2 separate regions of the Mus musculus genome follow, and region 2 is linked to region 1. The links are chromatin contacts, called in public promoter capture Hi-C maps. All regions are on one chromosome and are shown on one strand. Each heading gives the region's core, a stretch centred on a gene start, on an enhancer-like site or on the middle of the called end of the contact. The rest is flanking DNA. Distances are from core to core; before and after follow the strand shown. Region 1 holds the start of Abi2 (abl-interactor 2). Region 2 overlaps Raph1 (Ras association (RalGDS/AF-6) and pleckstrin homology domains 1).

Region 1 (5,201 bases), core at 1,429-3,928:
TATAAGTATAAATAACACACCAACTTTGATACTCTGTAGGCTAGAATTATAAATTTTAAGACAATGTGATCTCTTTCACCTCTCCACTTTATCAATTCATGTACTTTCCCTTTATGTGGCAATTATAATCTCAAATTATGGTAACATTCATCTTTCAAAAACCTTTTTCTTATTAGCTGGCTGCAATTGCAATCTAATCACTTTTCCACTCCCCAATTTCTCTTCTGACAGATAAGACTTTCCCATACTATGTTACACAAGGGAACACAATTAGCACTTTGGGTCTTTTAGGTTTTGCCTCTCCAAGCAGCTGTGACGCCCTGAAAATAAGCATCACCTTTCTACCCACAATTCCCTACAAAGTATAAATTAACTATACTTAGCTCGTCGCACAGTATCCAATAGGAATTAGTTCTAGGACACACTCCCACCCCACCCCAATCCCCACTCCAACCCCATCCTTGGATACTGAAGTCCTTTACATAAAATGGCATAAAATTTACATTCAATCTATCACACATCCTCCCCTAGAGTTCAAATCTGTACATTATTTATACTATATAATAAAATGTACATGGCACGTTAAGTAGTTGTTACACTGTTTGGGAATGACAAGAAGAAGGAAGACTATTTCCTCCTCCCACAAGAAGGGCTGATGGTACATGGTATTGCTATTTAATTTGCTCACAGATCGGTCTCTTGAACTATATTATAAACCCCAGAAGAGTTCAGGATAAGCAATAAAAATCTTTGTTTTGTTTTGATTAAGATGTATTTTATGTATATGAGTACACTGTAGCTGTCTTCAGACACACCAGAAGAGGGCATCAGATCCCATTACAGATGGTTGTGAGCCACCATGTGGTTGCTGGAAACTTAACTCAGGACCTCTGGAAGAGCAGTCAGTGCTCTAAACCATTGAGCCATCTCTCCAGCCTGCAGTAAAACCTTTGAATGCTTCCTACATAGCTCTGTATTTGTAAAGTATCTGACAGACATTTGTGGGGAATTTTGATCAATCTTTGACCAAAGACACACACACTCTTCCTACTGAACACACACTTTCCACCACTTCTTTTTAGGGGAGAAGATTCAATTATGTCTGATTCATTCTCAATACAAATGTTTACAACATAATAGTAGAGTTCAGTGTGTGTATAACCAAATAAAATCTAAGCACATTGTCTTTGACTAACAATGTGGTCCTCAAAAAACTTAAGATCCTATAAATTGCAGCATCTGGGTTTTTTTGTTTTGGTTTTTTGGGGTTTTTTTTTTTTTTCCAATTCATACTCAGATTTGAGAATGTTTTCAATACAACTGCTGTTAAGGATATCTGCAGGGACGGGAGTAGGGACAAGAACATTAAAATACAGCTAACAGTTTAAGCATCACGCTTCCATTCCATTTTATCCAAAGAATTTAAACGGGAGTAAAAAAAATGTAGACACAACCTGTAATTCAGTATAAGCCCTACGGAAAACAAGAGATACTGGATTTGCATACCATGAGTTAATTTTTAAAGTGTTGCTTCACAAAATTTTTACATTTATCCCATGACCAGCTGGTTCTCATCTCACCAATGCCCCGCCCCACACACACTTCTCACCTTCCTACACACACATACACTGAAGTCCCTGGGCCAAACCAATCATCATGGGAAAAAAACTAAACCATGTGGTTCGTTTCCCTAATTCTTTGTGAAAATAGTCATAGTTCTTTTTTCCCCAAAGGAAAATTACCTATTCTAACGAGACCTGAGAAGGAAAGGCAGCTCATTATCAGTTTCCCATTCTCCACAGGGAGGAGAAAAAAAAAATGGTATTAACTTGCAATAAGAGACAGCCGTTCCACCATGCCCCTTTTACATTTTAAAAATGTTTAAACTTAAGGGTTAAGAATTTTTGTTTTGTCTTCAGGGTACATTCGCAGGAATGGAGAAGTGAGGCATTTCACTTTGCAGAAAAAGGACCCCTTAATAAAAAGGGGGTCCCTCGGAATTTGGGCAGGGGGTAACCTATCCCTCTGTCACACAAGCCTGCCATCGAGCAAGATCCCGTTAGACAGAAAACGCCACTCGCCACCTCCCCCGCCATCCGGAACACTGACAGGAGAGGACTGCGGGGGCGACGGGGCAGAGGCGAGGGGGCGGGACGCCACGCACCGCACGGCACCGCACCGGTCACTCGCACGGGGCTGCTGGGGCCTGGTGGCGACCCTCGCTCCCTGCAGCCGCCGCCCTCGCCCTGTCCCTACCCCGGCGCGGCTCCCTGGACCGAGCACCGCGCGGCCTCCCCCGCTCGCCATCGCCCCGCGCGCCCCTCACAGCCCGCGTCCTGCCGCGCCGAGCCGCGCGAGGGGCCGCGTCGCATCGCACCTGGATGTAGTTATTCTCGCAGTAGTCGGCCACCCGCTCCAGATTCGTGTAGCTGTCGAAGAGAGCCCGGCGGCCCCCCGGGATTTCCTCTTCCAGCAGCATCTGCAGCTCCGCCATCTTCACATCCTTCTCTTCCTCCTCCTCCTCCTCCTACTCCTCCTCATACAGCCCGCAGAGGCAGCGGCCGCGACGCCCGGGAGAGGAGGAGCAGCGGCGGACGCGGCGGGAATCGGGAGGAGCGAGCGGCTACCCCCCCACACACACCCTACGGCGCGCGACGAGGGAGGGGGCGGAGGGGAATGGAGGCGGGGCGCGAGCCGACGGGCCGCGAGGACGGTCACCGCGGCGACGGGCGCGCGCACGCGCGCTCCCCTCCACCCGCCCCCAGCGCCCGAAAAAGATTCCCACCCGCGCCGCCCCTCCCCCACTTCCGGCGTCTCCTAGCGACGGGAGGGCGGGGGCCGGGATGCGCGCGGGAGCGGGGCTCTGGGTTAACCCTTCGGCCCCGCGCGGCCTTCCTGGGTCTGGGAGTCCTCAGCAGCCTTTGTTAGCCGGGCGGGAATGCACCTCTGCTCCCTGCTGCTTCACGCCGCCGCCCCCCATCTTCACCTCTGCACTTCACCCGGGGCCGGAACCCTGCGGAGGTCATCTGCCTGAGGAAGCTCGCCTAGGGAGAGGACACAGTGTCTTCACAAGCTCTGTGAAAGATAACACCTCATCCGAACAGGCAGAGCCACTGAACTTCCAGGCAGCTCTAAATACCACCTTGAACCTCATCGGCTTCTTTACAAATTGCAGTTACCTAGTCCCAAACCTATTCGTTCGTTCATTCATTCATTCATTCATTCACTCCCTTCCGTCCCCTGTCCTGTCCTCTCTTTCTTCTTGGCATGGTCTCCTGTATAGACCGGGCTGACTGGAATTACAGCCACATGCTGTGGTTGCCCAGCCTGGGCCTCCTCCTCACTTCACTTTTTTTAAAATTTCGATGGTGGTTTTGCTGGTACTATTTTATTTATTCACATGGTTGTAGCATGAATAAGATTAAACGAACAATGACAAACGTGCGTTTTTTTCAGATTAAGTACTACAAATTCAAGGACGTTCATCCTGGTCTTGTTATCCAGATATCTAATCTTTTTTCATAAATATGATTGGCCCACACCGTGAAACTTGAAAAAAATAAATAAAACTGACACCTTCTGTGATATCAAGACCACAATCTTTGTTAGTTCTGTGGAAACCCAAAGGGCACCCACCATCTTAGAGGGGTTTAGAGTTTAGGATTTGTGGTTTCAACTTTTATTGCTCTTGCTGTCACTTGGCCTCCTGTGATCAAATTTCAGATGATGAGGGAACGATTATACATTCCTAGAAAAAAATCAAATGCACTCGCTCACATATTTGTGGAGTAAACCCTGTGTTGTTACGTTGGCTTTATGATAAATACATTACCAATATGCGTGAGCTTTTGCCGCAGAGCCTAAAACAGTATTTTTAAATGATGATGTGGTCCACCTGGATCTATTGTTCAGCACTTTAAACACCTGTCTTAGTGTGAATGTTCTAAGTGTGAGAAGCTTGTTAAAAACAAAAGGGAGAGCTGGGGTTTGTAGCTGAGTTTAACTATGTGTGGAAAAAGAAGAGAAGCCTAAAGTGTGTGGAGGGGGATAGTTATGTATAGACACATGCACTTGTTTCAGGAAATGAGGTACAAACAGGTGAAGAAAACAAACATCAGATCAGACTCTTATACAAACCAGTAAATCAAAAAACTGTGTTGATGGGTCTGGAGAGATGGTTCAGCCGTGAGAGCACACACTGTTCTTCCAGCGGATCAGAGTTTGGCTCCCAACATCCGTGTCATGCTGTTCACAATCACTGCAGGAGATACAACACCCTGACTTGTCATTCACTGGTACCTGCACTCATGTGCCATACACTCAGATAGAAACACACACATAAACAAGAAAATGTTTTTAAAAGTTTGTTAATGTAAAAATTGTAGTTTTCATCTTAAAGGAAATAGGGGAGGGTTTATTCTGGAGCCATTTGAGTGACTTTGGCCAGGAAACACAGACTTTAGGCTACCTCAAATTCCATGTTCCAGCGTGGAAAGAGTTTCATCATGTTTTTGTAGTTTTACAGAATAAAAGTTGTAAATGGAAGCAATTTTAAAATACACTGGTGGGTACATCAGAGAAGCAGATACATCAAAATCAGAGGGGCCTTTCAACAAGCTCATCTTTTAGATTGGTTGAAGCTAGTTGCCTGCTGAGTTAATAAATGTTAAAAGGTCTCTTTTTATCTGTTGTCACAAGATGTTAGTTCCAACATGGCAGGGGAGAGTTGTTTGCAAGGAATGTCTCTCCGGAAAGCCAGGACTTAGCCCATGATAAGAGAATTAGCCTCCGGACCTGCACTATCCCAGCGTTTCCACAGTGCAGGAATTCTAATCAGCCAGCCAGCCCGTCTCTACAAATATAGATTTCTTCCACTTTTCTTTCACCACCAGATGCAGCTTCTATTCAAGGTTCCCTTCAAATCTACTAGATACCTTGAAAGCAGACAGGATCCTTCCCTGCTATACTTTTTCCTGACTAGCATTCTTTCAAATGCTGCCTAGCAAAACAAATTTCCTGAGAGAGGATTCACCAAATCGCCAAGGGAAAACTGGAATGCTCTCTCTAATTTGGGACAGCTTCTTTGGCTCTTTAAGGAATCAGAACTAGGATTGTAGCTCAGTGGTAGAGAACTTGGCTATTTTCATGCTGTCTTTAAAACTCGGAAGTCTGAGGGCCCAAGGATGTAGGCATACATTTTT
Region 2 (4,590 bases), core at 521-3,020, 130 kb before region 1:
TTAAATAATAAACCTTTACAGAAGAACACTTAAAGTGGGTGGAGGGGATTCTTCTGGTATCAGTTTATCTGTCTCAGACTTTCCCCTTCTCTGAAGATTAAGAAAACCATGCCAGTGCTTAATCAGAGTTCTGTGTAGCTAATGGTAGCATTAGAAGAGAAATCGCTTGTGGTTTTCAGACCCCTTGTTTAGTTCTAGGTGGCTCAAACTAGAGGATTCTTAACAGACTCGTTTTCTTTAGCTGATCTTTTGCCCTATAATGACCATTCCCAGATTCAGGACATACAAATAGGTGATTTACTTACTTGTTTGAAATTTCAGATTTAACAAGAATTTGTTTTAAAATGTTAGGAGACCTGGAAATTGAGAGAGACACGTAAGTTTTAAAAAATGAAGTCTTTAAATAGAAAGGAGATGATTAGCATATATTATTTGAATACTCAGCAAATTTTAAAACTTATTTTTAGGGTTAGGTATCACTGTGTAATACTGGCTGGACTGGAATTCACTGTATGGAGCAGGCTGGCCTAAACTCCAGTGCTCTTATGCTACCACACCCAGGTTCCATGTAGTTCAGGCTTGTCTCAAACTTGCTATGTAAATGAGGATGACCCTGAACACTGCCAGGTAGAAGCAGAACTTTAAAGAAACTTGTTAGAACAGAGATAGCCGTTAGAAGGAGAGCTACATCATGACAAATGTAATTTTTTTCACTTTAGGGAAAAAAACACATTTTAATGAGTATGCATGTTCATGTGCACACCCTCACTTACACAGTGTGCCGTGGCACATTTGGAGGTCAGAGAACAACTTGTGGGAGCTGTTTTTCTCTTTCCACCATTGACTCCTGAACATCAAGCTAAGTGCTTTGAGGCGAGCACTTTTTTTTTAATCTACCATGTAAGGTTTCTTAATACTTATAATTTGAATGGATTATTTTAAAAAAAACTAATTTGAGTTCAGACTTTGTCCTTATAATATGCATTTATTATTGTTAGCATAACTAAATCATGTCTTAAAATATCCTTAGGAAACATTCCACTGAAATTGTGTGGAGTCAGATTTTCCTGGTTTTTCTTAATTCTGCTGTTGGTAGAGAAATTTTAAAATGTGGTCGTTCCTTTATTTATTTACTTTTAACCAGATGAGTTGATTTTTTTTTTTTAAAGAAGTGTTTCTTTAGCTTTGAGTCATCTTAAATTAACATCATCTTAATATTTAAAGATCCTAAATTGGGAATATTTGGGGAAAAAAAAAGTTTTAAAATTTAGATCAATAAATATCAGCTGGGAAATTCCAGAGAATGGCCCTGACCTAGGTCCATCTCTTAGTTAGTATTTAATATTTAATAAAGCTTGCTTTAAATTTGGCCCCCCAAAGTAAGTTAATAAAGAATGATTCTCTAGAATGATAAATAAGAACTATTATGTTCTCTCTTTCCAGAGCTTGCAGCCTACATGGGTGTAGGGACTGTAGAGACACGTGCACAGATAGCTATGATAGAGGCTGGTTAGCTAAATGCTGTAGGCAGGTACACAATTTGTGGTCATTGGAAGAGAAAGTAGTATCTAAGTTTTGTTTCTTACATAGCATTCTGACACACGTTTGTTTGTTTGTTTGTTTGTTTGTTTGTTTGTTTGTTTTTAAAGAAGAACTGAACCAAGAAGGGTGAAAGGTATAGAAATGCAAAAAAAAAAAAAAAGAGTGTGGCCTCAGGAGCTTCCTGCAGGTACTGAGAAAAACAGCCTCAGGCTTGGGCTGAACACAGGCAGCCAAAATACACCTCCAGGGGGTCTGAGCCCTGAGTGATGAAGCCTAACACTTTGAAGGCATAGCTTAGCTTAAGTTTTTTTCCCTAAACTTATATTGGAATTTGACAGTGGAAGGCTGTGTGGCACTGTGAATATAATTAAGATTCACTGAATTGTACACATTAAAATGTTGGAGGCTATATATGATGTTTGCTTTTTAAAAACAAAAATGCAGGCTGGCCTCTTGGCTATACTGCTGAGCGTTTGTTTAGTGACGTCTGTTTTCATGGGTGGGTGGGTTGGTTGCATGGGAAGCAGTATTGAATTCATCTTCTATCGGGATTTATAAGATGTGTTTCCTAGAAATCTTAAGTTTATAAAATAAATGAAACAAACATCTGAAAGCTTTATCAGGTAGAGGATATCTGATCAGCTATAGTGTTGTCTTGTCAGCAAGAGGTCAGGACATACTAAAGTTAATGAATAATAGGAAGCTCCAGGATACCCTTTTATTCCCTTTGTTCATGTGGTTGGTAACATTTTTAAAAATCAAAACATCTAGGTTTACTTAAAATTTATTTTTATGTTTAAATTTTTGTGTATGTGTGTATAGATGCTCTAAGAAGTCAGAGGCTTTGGCCTCTTGGTAGCTTGAGTTTCAGGCCGTTTGGGGCCACCTGACTGACATAGGTGCTAGGAACAGTGCATGCTCTAACCACTAAGCCATCTCTCCACTAAGCCAAACACCCATTGAAAAAACCCTAAAGCCCGCATTTTAGCTTATTTGATGAGTAGTAGTAGTATTTGATTTGGAACTAAATTCTGATGTTTTCCTAACTTGTAGTAAATTAGATAGCCCTTAGAGGTAGAGGCTAAAGTGACTTGAGACATAGCTTCCCTCTGGAGTCCAGGCTGGCCTCAGACCTGCAACAGCCGTTAGCTTCAGCCTCCTCCTGAAGGTAGTGGTTGTAGGCAGAAGCCACCTAGGTATACCTGACTAATTGTTTAGGGTTTCTTTGTTTATTTGTCTTTTGATGTGAGTTTAGAAAGTCCTTGAACCCCCCTCTCTCTCTTTTTTAATTAGATATTTTCTTTATTTACATGTCAAATGTTATCCCCTTTCTTAGTTTCCCCTCCAAAAATCCCCTATCCTATCTCCCCCTCCCCCTTCTCCCCAACCCACCCACTCCTACTTCCTGGCCCAGGCATTCCCCTACACTGGGGCATAGAACTTTCACAGGATCAAGGGCCTCTCCTCCCATTGATGACCGACTAGGCCATGCTCTGCTACATATGCATCTGGAGCCATGAGTCCCACCATGTGTTTTCTTTGATGCTTTAGTCCCAGGGAGCTCTGGGGGTACTGGTTAGTTCATATTGTTGCTTGAATGTCTCTTTGAATTATCTGTGGAGTAATTATTGTTCTCTTTGCATTAGATAAAATTAATTTTTAATCATCATCAGACTATGTCTAAAACGGTAATTGAATAAGCAGGAAAATAGTTTAGGAAGAGTAATATATATGCACATATAATTTTAAAACCACATGCTAAAGAATTATACAATAATTTTTCAGTATCCTTTGACTAGGTTGTATGTTTAGTTTAGTAAAATATGTTTAGTAGCCTATGTTTCATTTTAAGATTACTCTGGATTTTAAATAATCTACATATTGACTTTGTTTCTTGACTAAATTATAACTTCCTTCTTGACCCTATTTTTTTTGTCTTTTTTCCTTTCATTATTCTAATATAATTTCAAACTTATAGAAAAGTTTTGACATTGCAGACATTTCCCATACTTTCTTTACTCAAACCCACCTGTTGTTACATTTTGCCTGGTTATCATTTCTCTTTTTCCATCTCCACCCACACACTTCCCACTCACTACATGTACACACGTACACACTTTTCTCCTTCTGTCTCCTGAAAACAACTTTGCAGACATTTTGCTCCTTTACACAAAAATCTTTAAAATTTTTCTCCCTGTATATTTCTTACACTATTTTATATAAGGACATATGTGGTATAGTGTATATTCTACATTGAGTATATTGCCTCTGAGACCTCCCTCTCCTTCGCTTTCTTACCTTTTTCCTTCCCCTTTAATCTCTGTATTCCCTTGAACAGTTAAGCTTCTGCTCCCGTGGTTTTATATACTTAATGATTTTATATATTCAATGTAAATTAAAATCCAGAACCACATATGAGAAAACAAATGATATTTGTCTTTCTGAAAGACTGGCTTAATTTGCTTAGTCTGAGTATCTCCAGTTACATCCATTTTCATGCAAATCACATAACTTCATTGTTCTTTACAGATGAAGAAATTTGGTTGTGTTTATATGTCACATTTTCTTTATCAGTTCCTCTGTTCTTAGGCAGCTTGGTTGGTTTCATACTTAGCTATTCTAAATAGAGCTGCAATAAACAATTGGCATGCAAATGTCTACATGATGTTGATTTGACATCCTTTGGGTAAATACCTGCTGGGTCTATTTTTAGTTGTCTTAGACACTCCTTGGTGATTTCCTTAGTGGCTGAAGTGGTTGATGTTCTTATCAACACTGTTGAAGGGTTCTCTTAGTCCCCACCACCTGTTTATTGTTTGTTTTCTTAATGGCTGTCATTCTGACTAGAGTGAAATAGAATCTGAGTGTTTTAATTCACATTTCTCTGATAGCTAGTGAGATGATATTTGTCTTTCTGAAAGACTGGTTTAATTTGCTTAATCTGAGATGAACATTCTTTCATACATTTTTTTGACCATTTCTATTTCATTTTTGAGAACTATCCTTTCATTTAATTTAGCCCATTGTCAAATACGTTGATTTCATGTT

The links. Promoter capture Hi-C pulls out the DNA fragments that hold promoters and counts their contacts.
Region 2: a promoter capture Hi-C map of embryonic stem cells shows a contact between it and region 1, with 2.0 times the contacts expected there. The contact joins the enhancer-like site here to the promoter of Abi2 in region 1. A contact is called at or near these places in 4 of 39 promoter capture datasets (the 3T3-L1 cell line, 3T3-L1-derived adipocytes, the HPC-7 cell line and 1 more), 2 of 15 datasets of contacts at CTCF or cohesin (the G1E-ER4 cell line and pro-B cells), 5 of 484 Hi-C or Micro-C datasets (the Ba/F3 cell line, the G1E-ER4 cell line and large pre-B cells), 3 of 115 datasets of contacts at active chromatin or transcription factors (effector CD8 T cells, embryonic stem cells and memory CD8 T cells) and 2 of 9 other capture datasets (adipose tissue and pancreatic islet).

The regions. Positions count from the first base shown.
Region 1 is chr1:60,407,096-60,412,296 of GRCm38.p6, reverse strand. Abi2 (abl-interactor 2) reads right to left here and starts at 2,678. Exons shown (of 12, transcript NM_001198570.1): 1 at 2,378-2,678. The coding sequence starts at 2,494.
Region 2 is chr1:60,541,036-60,545,625 of GRCm38.p6, reverse strand. All of the region lies in intron 1 of Raph1 (Ras association (RalGDS/AF-6) and pleckstrin homology domains 1), which reads left to right. Among named protein-coding and RNA genes, the nearest start is that of Raph1, 23 kb to the left of the region's middle. Within about 2 kb of position 1,770, at least 9 of the 459 cell types and tissues checked have an H3K27ac peak or open chromatin away from gene starts, as enhancers often do. A contact at or near this core is called in embryonic stem cells, where this site is marked.